2 separate regions of the Bicyclus anynana genome follow, and region 2 is linked to region 1. A link is a contact called in public Hi-C data. All regions are on one chromosome and are shown on one strand. The core of a region is the stretch at or near the end of the contact, and the rest is flanking DNA. Distances in the headings are between cores, read along the strand shown.

Region 1 (4,059 bases), core at 426-2,925:
AACCAGAGGGTAAAAGCCGTTGTGTTATAGTTAGCGAAGTTTAAAGTTTCAATGCATTCTGTGGTATCTTAAATCCGAGAGCAGAGAGTCCCAAGAAAATGGAGCACAATTTAATCAGTCTGACGTAACTAGAAGTAGAAGAAATCCTAGAAGTACCTAAAAATAAACTTTTAAGTAGTAGTAAATTACTTTTAGGGAATACGGATATCGGTATTTATGCAACAATCATTGTTTCGAATTAACAGAAAGGAATTCTGGCTTTATCTATGAGGCAAATGTCTGTATATACCTAATTAAGCGTTAATTTATCATGGCATGTATCAAACTAAATTAATTGCTTTAAACAATTTGCATTGTTGTAATAAGGGCTACTTTAGCGACGGTGGCATTTGTCTGATTCTAAACTTATTCATTCTTAACTTAATCAAGTTTGTAAAATATTGTAATGCCTGAAGAAATTATTAGTTTATCTTTAGGTATTATTTTAATGAAGACCTACTTTTTATAATAGAATAAACAAATAACAATGTTAACTTGTTTTAAAATAACGTTAAGTAATACGTTTGCAAAAAGTTGTTACATTTCATATTATTTAGCTAAATATACATCCGATTTTAAGTTACTATCTCAAATGACATATTGCGCAGTAGATTTTTTGTCACAAACTTGTCCCTTATCTTGCGATAATAATAAATTATTATTACACTTTCGTTTGTTTTCGTTACTTGAATAGGTTTTACTTTATCTCTTAATTTTATCCTCGACAACTAATCAATGATAATATGTTTTTGCTAATGGTCCTTTTTCAAACTCTTTCTGATGTTTATAATTTGTTTAAATATTGCTATCTTTTGTCAGATTATGTGCTGAAAATAAACAGTACTATAAATAAAGTTGATCTATAGGCTTATTATAAGTTTTCCTCTTCGTAACAGTTTGACTTTTGTATAAGTGGGACACCTCGATGGCACTAATTGATAGCGATGACAACGGCAAGCTCACCGTAAATATTATAACGCTTTTAAAATAGTCCTATAATTATAGAATACAGTAGTAGTAGATCAAAATATTTTGGTAATACTGAATAATAAATATTTAAAAAGACGTTTTATCTTTAACTAAAATAAAGTAAATGACAGTGGCGATCTAAAGAATTTTTAATCAAACTGAAACTAAACGGATTGAGCCGAAAAAATGATGATTAAACTCTAATGGAGTCATATGAATGTTATTAAACAGCTTAAATGGCTAATATAGGGCAGCTCTCATACAGGCGATAAAAGCAGCTCGCTACAGATCAAAGGCGGGAGGCACAACTATTAGTTAGTTAGAAACTGATCTGATCAGTAGACAACATGTAGATTCGGTAGCTTCAATAGAACCGGCCGGAACTCGTTTCGCAGTTCACACAATACGGCAATCCACAATTTCTTTGCACGATCTGATCAACGCAGCGGACACTACACCGCTATACGTGACATTTATTTACATGTACTGATGTTTCGATTTGCACTGTTTTCATATATCCACTTTGGCACAACACGACACGAGCGAAGGAGCGTTAGATTGAGGTTATTTCACGAACGGAAGCGGTGCGCAGATAGTGCGTCGTGTTTACGGTTGGCGCGGCGCTTTTCTGCGGCGTGCGTGCGACCGCCCGCCTCCGTGGTTGACAGTCGACTGACGTGAAGTGGCGTGTACTAAAGAAAGCTGCGTCGTAGCGCTGTGGTGGGGGGAGGAGGGCACACCTGCGGCGGGAGCGCCTCTAGCGGACGAGGCGGACGAAGCTTCCCGCTGAACTACGCAATAATCGCTTGATAAACTTTCTCATTAGGCGCGCCTAACCGTGTGACCGTAAGCTCGTTTCTGTACATTTTAATGTAAGCAATACGAAAACATGCATAAAGGCAATTTACACTTGCGCGTGTTGTTGGGATTTGTACTCCTTCGAGCTTTCGTTAGCGCTTGCGCTGAGAGGTAGCTGTTGCATATTTGTTGCATAAGAAATGTTCTTGCATATACGTAAATGTCACATTGCGTTGGTAACACTGCATGTAAATATGCCTACGTAACGATGATGTATTGTTTGGTAATGCAAATTTCTGTTTTATTAAACTACAGATGTTTTATATTTCACCGAATACGTTAGGGATTTTATAGTTGATTGCTGAGATTTTAAAACAAAAAAAAAAAAATTAGACATCAAATATTTATCAATAACTATAATTATTTAATAGATTGGGTTTAAGCTCAAGTTTTAGGCATTGATCTTATTTTTACTTTTATATATAACACCTCCTTTCGAGATTGGGATATAAAAACCATTGTATTGAGTACAAAAATAAGTATCAAAATCAAAAAACATTTCAAGTCGTAGGCAGTTAAAATCGTGCACCATTTACGTACGAACAGTTGGTAACATTTGGCGTACAATTATGCGTTTTACCGAGAATTCTATATCGCAGATTTCCTACAAGCTCCTGGTTTTAATAGCTGTAATCATAAACATTTCTTAGGTAGGTAGGTAAAATGCGATGTTATGTATTTTTACAGACAGATATTTAATTATTAGTAAGGTTTTCTTTCTTGTTGGTCCATTTAGCCTATACCTATAGCTTTCCTCCTTACCTCCTGGGTTTGAGCGCTGGGTCAAGCTATACAATATTGATAGATAATATAATAGCCAAAAGCTTCGACCAACCCATAAGAAGCTTTCGCTTAACTGCTTGATCAAGGGTCGGATACAGAAGGCAGTGATTCTTAAAATGGCGTGTATTGTATGGAGATTTCTCACTCTGGAACCCTGAACACCGGTTGATTGGGCACACTAAATGCTCCGCAGCGGAAGAGTGGATTTTTTTTATAAATTATTGATAGTGTTTTGTAAATATATAGCTATCACAGCCCGGTAAATATATATCTACTAGCGGACGCCCGCGACTTCGTCCGCGTGAAACTCGATGTAAGCTTTCAACTACCCCTACCCTACCCTACCCTACCCCACCCCTACTTTTTCCTGAATTTTCTTTGCTATAAACCTCACGGAGCCCGAGACCTTTCCAACGAATGCAAAACCGTGGAAATCGGTTTGTGCGTTCTGGAGTTATAGCGTCAGGAAGGAAAACCCGACTTATTTTTATATAGTAAAAAAAAAGATCATAGACTAGGACATAAATATCTATATGGATATGTTATCATGTATAATGGACAATATTATTAAATTAGAAGATAGGAAAATATGCAATGTTAAAATTATTGCAATACTTAAAAAATCGAATAGTTTTCCGTAGCGAATTCCAAAGATATAATTATTATATTAACTTTTATGGCCAATGTGTTACCTATACATTACATTAAAATTATTCAATGACAATTCACAGATACCAATGATAAAGCAGCAACAATTTATCCTTTACGAGTATATGTGAGAAAATCTAAAGACCGCGCAACCAACGATACTTTTCTTTATACTAATGTTCAAATAAAATTTAATTAGGTGAAGTTAATGAGAAAGAATTCTTGCGTTGCAATGCCGTTGAGATAAAAACAGTGCATATACGAGGCACACTTTTGACCAGTTTATTATAAGCTCAGTTATTATTTTATTGTAATTAAAAACTGACAGTTTTGATTGATATATGAGGTATCCTGAAACCGGTTTCTGCTTGTTCGTCTTTATACGTACCTTCTTACCTCGCACAAAAATAAAATTTATTATGTCCATAATCAATAATTTTTAATTAATTTATTACTGTTTAAAAGAAACTAACCACCTTATATAGAATCATGCAAGTATTACTTACCAAATACAAATAATATTGTCTATATTATGAGGAAAATAAGCGACCGCGCGAAAATAAACTTAGCCCTAAATTCTTCAAAAGCGTCAGGGAAAAATATGTTTGTCTTCAGACGGTAAACGAAACGACGTTTAGGTACTGGGAAGGTAAACTGGGCCAATAAGCTTGACATCAAATGGAAAATCACGGTACTTTAACTTCTATAATGCTATTTTATAGACAATGCGGATGGGTATTAGAATTTCGTGAGGTACAGGCT
Region 2 (4,711 bases), core at 437-2,936, 79 kb before region 1:
AATAATCATTTCCTCTATACTTACTAATTTTATAAAAGGCTATCCTTTATAATATAAGTAAATAAAGAGGAACTGATTTTAATGATAAAAAAATGATAGAACGGCAGAAATGAGTACATACCTGCGACGCTAACATACAACCAACGAGATAATCTCGTGAAGAGAAAAAGACAAAATTAAACCGAAGATCAGTGAAGAGAAATATAGACAGAATTTCGTCAAATGGCGCGTAGTCTCAGACCCATCTCTTTCTTTTATATATAATTTAGTCTATTTCTCTGCTTATTATCTCGTTGGTCGCATGTTAGCGCCACTGGACGCATTCTCAAAAAGACACTAATAAAACTATCTCAAGAACACATTTTACTGCTTTTAAGTTATAGGAGCAATTCAGCAATAAAAAATAATTAAGCAATTCATTGCAGCAATTGGTCGAAGTAATGAATCGTCATTCTATCGGATTTATTTTCTGTATGATTGTATGGTTGTAACGATAAAATCACGATGCCCCATATAAGTTTCCTGGGATTCACAGAGCATTTAACTGCATGCGAAGGTTGACATACAGATAAATAAATCAATACCCATAATACCAAAAGTCACGCGTACGTAGCTCTATGTACTTACGTTAGGACCTTAATTAAATTTGCCATTTGAACGGGACAAGGTGACCAGACTTTCTAAACCTGTATCGGAATCGTCTCGGTCGACTAAGTATTTATGTACTTGTAATTCGTCTTAAGTGTTATATGTTCAGTGTTTGTTAGTCTATAACATGTGTATTTATGTATAAATATATATTCAACTATATATTTAGAAGCGGTATATTTTAAAAGCTCGTTACGCCCCTTTCACATGGCAGTCCAGATTTTTGCAGGATGCCGTTTACTGCAGGATCACGTTTGATGGCGAATGTGGTTATTATTTTATATTATTAGTATTCACACGAGCATCTCGAATGCGGGATCTCGCAAAAAACTGATCCCGTCGAATTGTGCCATTTGGGTTTGTCACTAGATACTGTATCCGTAGTCCAGTAAAAAACGGGGTCCCGTTTAATCACTCGTATATATTTCAATAGCAGGGTTCACACGGCTTCCTGCGTGCGGTTTTTTGCTGGTTACTGTTTTTAAGTGTAGGAATGGTAGCTGAGTTACCTGTGCATCAGGCTGCGGCGGCGAGATGTGGTAGGGTCCAGGCGGTCTGTAGTACCGCCCGTAGCACAGCTCCGCGGGGTAATACGGCCCATACTGTTGCAGCACCTGGAACGAAATTGATTACATTATTCTAAAAGTCTCTAGTTACTCATAATTCAACATACTAGTATCCAAGTAGAATATATTATGTTATAATTATAGGTATATTTTAATTTAATGATAAATGTTAGTCCGTCTGCCGTCTTACTAATATCTACTGAGCTATACGAGTATGCCACTGATTTGTATTTACGTATCAGAGCAAGCAAACGAAATCGTTATCATTGTGTGGATTTCCAAGTACGCAGACGGTTTTTTTTTGTAATTAATTAAAACAGATTAACTTTGGAAAATAAAATATATGACTCTAATACTGTGTATGTACCGTTTGTATTTTAATATTGTAATTGGATGGTGGTTACTCATGGGGGGTTGCAGGGCATGGTAGTGTGGCGGGTGGTATTTGCGAGCGGCGAGCGCTCGCTCTGTGTCTGTGCCGCTCTTTTGTACCTTAATATTGTATGTGGATGGTGGTTACTCACAGGGGCGTGCGGGGTATGGTAGTGCGGCGGGTAGTATCTCGTGAGCGCTCGCTCTGCGTTTGCGCCGCTCTCTTGTCTTAATATTGTATGTGGATGGTGGTTACTCACAGGGGGGTGCGGGGTATGGTAGTGCGGCGGGTAGTATCTCGTGAGCGCTCGCTCTGCATTTGCGCCGCTCTCTTGTGTCAAAATATTGTATGTGGATTGTGGTTACTCACAGGGGGGTGCGGGGCATGGTAGTGTGGCGGGTGGTATGTCGCGAGCGCATGCTCTGCGTCTGCGCCGCTCTCATGTATCTTAATACTGTTAGTGGATGGTGGTTACTCACAGGGGGGTGCGGGGCATGGTAGTGCGGCGGGAGGTATCTCGCGAGCGCTCGCTTTGCGTCTGCACCGCTCTCATGTATCTTAATATTGTATGTGGATGGTGGTTACTCACAGGGGGGTGCGGGGCATGGTAGTGCGGCGGGTAGTATCTCGTGAGCGCTCGCTCTGCGTTTGCGCCGCTCTCTTGTCTTAATATTGTATGTGGATGGTGGTTACTCACAGGGGGGTGCGGGGTATGGTAGTGCGGCGGGTAGTATCTCGTGAGCGCTCGCTCTGCATTTGCGCCGCTCTCTTGTGTCAAAATATTGTATGTGGATTGTGGTTACTCACAGGGGGGTGCGGGGCATGGTAGTGTGGCGGGTGGTATGTCGCGAGCGCATGCTCTGCGTCTGCGCCGCTCTCATGTATCTTAATACTGTTAGTGGATGGTGGTTACTCACAGGGGGGTGCGGGGCATGGTAGTGCGGCGGGAGGTATCTCGCGAGCGCTCGCTTTGCGTCTGCACCGCTCTCATGTATCTTAATATTGTATGTGGATGGTGGTTACTCACAGGGGGGTGCGGGGCATGGTAGTGCGGCGGGTGGTATCTCGCAAGCGCTCGCTCTGCGTCTGCGCCGCTCTCTTTTATCAGCGGACCCGCCGGCTGATAGTATCCTAAAAACAAAATAACATAAGGTTACCAAAAAAGAAGAGGAAGAACAAAATACTTAGGTACAAACATCTGCTCGTTGCATCGTTGTCATAATATCTCGTCCTAGCTTTTCGCTTGAAAGGGAAATATTTATGTCCAAAAACATTGTTAATTTATATAATATTTTTGGGGACTATATATTATTTTAAAGTACCTACGTAGGTCCGTTAATTAAATAAACCAAAATTAAAGAGAATAAAACAAAATATATCTTTTATCTAGACACATGTAAAATCTAAAACAATATTTGTTTTTCGCAAACATCAATCAATTAACGTTAAGTCCGCCATTCAATTTGAACGTGTTATCTTTACCTTTATCTATTCAATAGGGCAATTTATAGCCGGGCCCGGCCTATCTAGCGCTAATTCATGCTAATTGACCCGGCATATGCTGACAGTCACTCGTTATATGAAATATAATGTCCAGCCATAATCGTTGTAAGACGATAAATACCTACATATGCAGGAGTATGCGAGGATTAAATGCTAATTCTGATCAATAGCCCAAGTAAACAGACATTATAAATACAAGGCATGTTTCATATTGAATGTTTTATATTTTCTCTACGCGTTCAATAGGTTAAATTTGTATGTGCAACCTTTTTGTGGAATTTATTTAAGTTAGATATGATCGATTATAGTCCAATTTGTTATCATTAACTGCGAAGTTTGACTGGGTTCGTTAGTTTAACGTAACAGACATGTGAATAAAATGTTTTACGATGATGGTATAACAGCAAAACAACACAATGGTTTAGAATAGGTTCCGAAAAAATTAAACTACTTATCAGGTGAAAGCTGACAGTTTGTCTTTTCAAAAAATATTGTACAAGCCTACAATATTAATTTGAGTTTGAGTTTCACAAAAGTAATATGTTTATTATAACTACCAATTACTAAAATGGGTATAAATAAGAATTACTCGTATATCATAAAAAACATAAGTATCGGGATAATTTTCCTCATTCAGTCTTATGTCATTAAACATTTCCTTTGATATGCGGTTAGTTGCAAACTTAAGTTTTCCTTATTATTTCTGTATACATGCATGCTATTCAAGTTTTGATTGTCTCATTGAGTAAAGACAACAAGGAAAACCATTTTGTTTATCTTTACTATTATTATAAAGAGGTAAAGTTATATTGTATCTCTGGATAGAGAGAACCGATTTTGAAAATTCTTTTACCACTAGAAAGCCACGTCATTTGTAAGTATCATAGGTGTATCATTTTGTTCCCGTATTTTTACGGGGACGGGAACTACGCAGGTGAAACCGCGGGGCGTTGGCTAGTTATCATTAAAAGACGATTCTGCGTATTCTTATTTATCTTGTGACTATGAAAATTTGAGATTTTCTTTCCTTATAATTTTCAGTAAAAGTTCTCATGATAGTTATTGACTAATAGATGGACCGACTTTTAACAAAAGAAAGCGACATTATCAATGAGTAACTTGGGCTATATTTTATCTTTGTACTCCTTTCTTTCTTCTTACTTCGTATTCCAGGTACTACGCGGGTCATTATATAAAAAGTAGATTTTTGGGAAATAGAACTTATACATAACATGTTCATGTTGTTCATCAACCCATATTCGGCTCACTGCTGAGCTCGAGTCTCCTCTCAGAATGAGAGGGATTAGGCCAATAGTCCACCACGCTGGCCCAATGCGGATTGGGAGACTTCACACACGCAGATAATTAAGAAAATTCTCTGGTATGCAGGTTTCCTCACGATGTTTTCCTTCACGATGTTTTTCTTCCGATTGAGATACGTGATATTTAATTTCTTAAAATGCACACAAGTGAAAAGTTGGAGGTGCATGCCCCGGACCGGATTCGAACCACCCGGAATCGGAGGCAGAGGTCATATCCACGGGGCTATCACGGCTCTTAATACATAATATGTATTCTGGGCAATTACGATAAAACCGAAGTATGTAGGTCGAAGTCAGTA

What was found. Hi-C and Micro-C count contacts between places; a contact is called where the count stands out from the background.
Region 2: a contact with region 1 is called in a Hi-C map of whole larva, with 3 times the contacts expected there. The contact joins two enhancer-like sites. A contact is called at or near these places in 2 of 2 Hi-C or Micro-C datasets (whole body and whole larva).

What each region holds. Positions count from the first base shown.
Region 1 is chr16:8,517,502-8,521,560 of ilBicAnyn1.1, reverse strand. All of the region lies in intron 4 of LOC112044019, which reads right to left. Among protein-coding and RNA genes, the nearest start is that of LOC112044036, 99 kb to the left of the region's middle. Within about 2 kb of position 1,675, at least 8 of the 8 cell types and tissues checked have open chromatin away from gene starts, as enhancers often do.
Region 2 is chr16:8,595,681-8,600,391 of ilBicAnyn1.1, reverse strand. LOC112044019 reads right to left here. Exons shown (of 12, transcript XM_052886228.1): 5 at 2,615-2,718; 6 at 1,158-1,262. Among protein-coding and RNA genes, the nearest start is that of LOC112044036, 20 kb to the left of the region's middle. Within about 2 kb of position 1,686, at least 7 of the 8 cell types and tissues checked have open chromatin away from gene starts, as enhancers often do.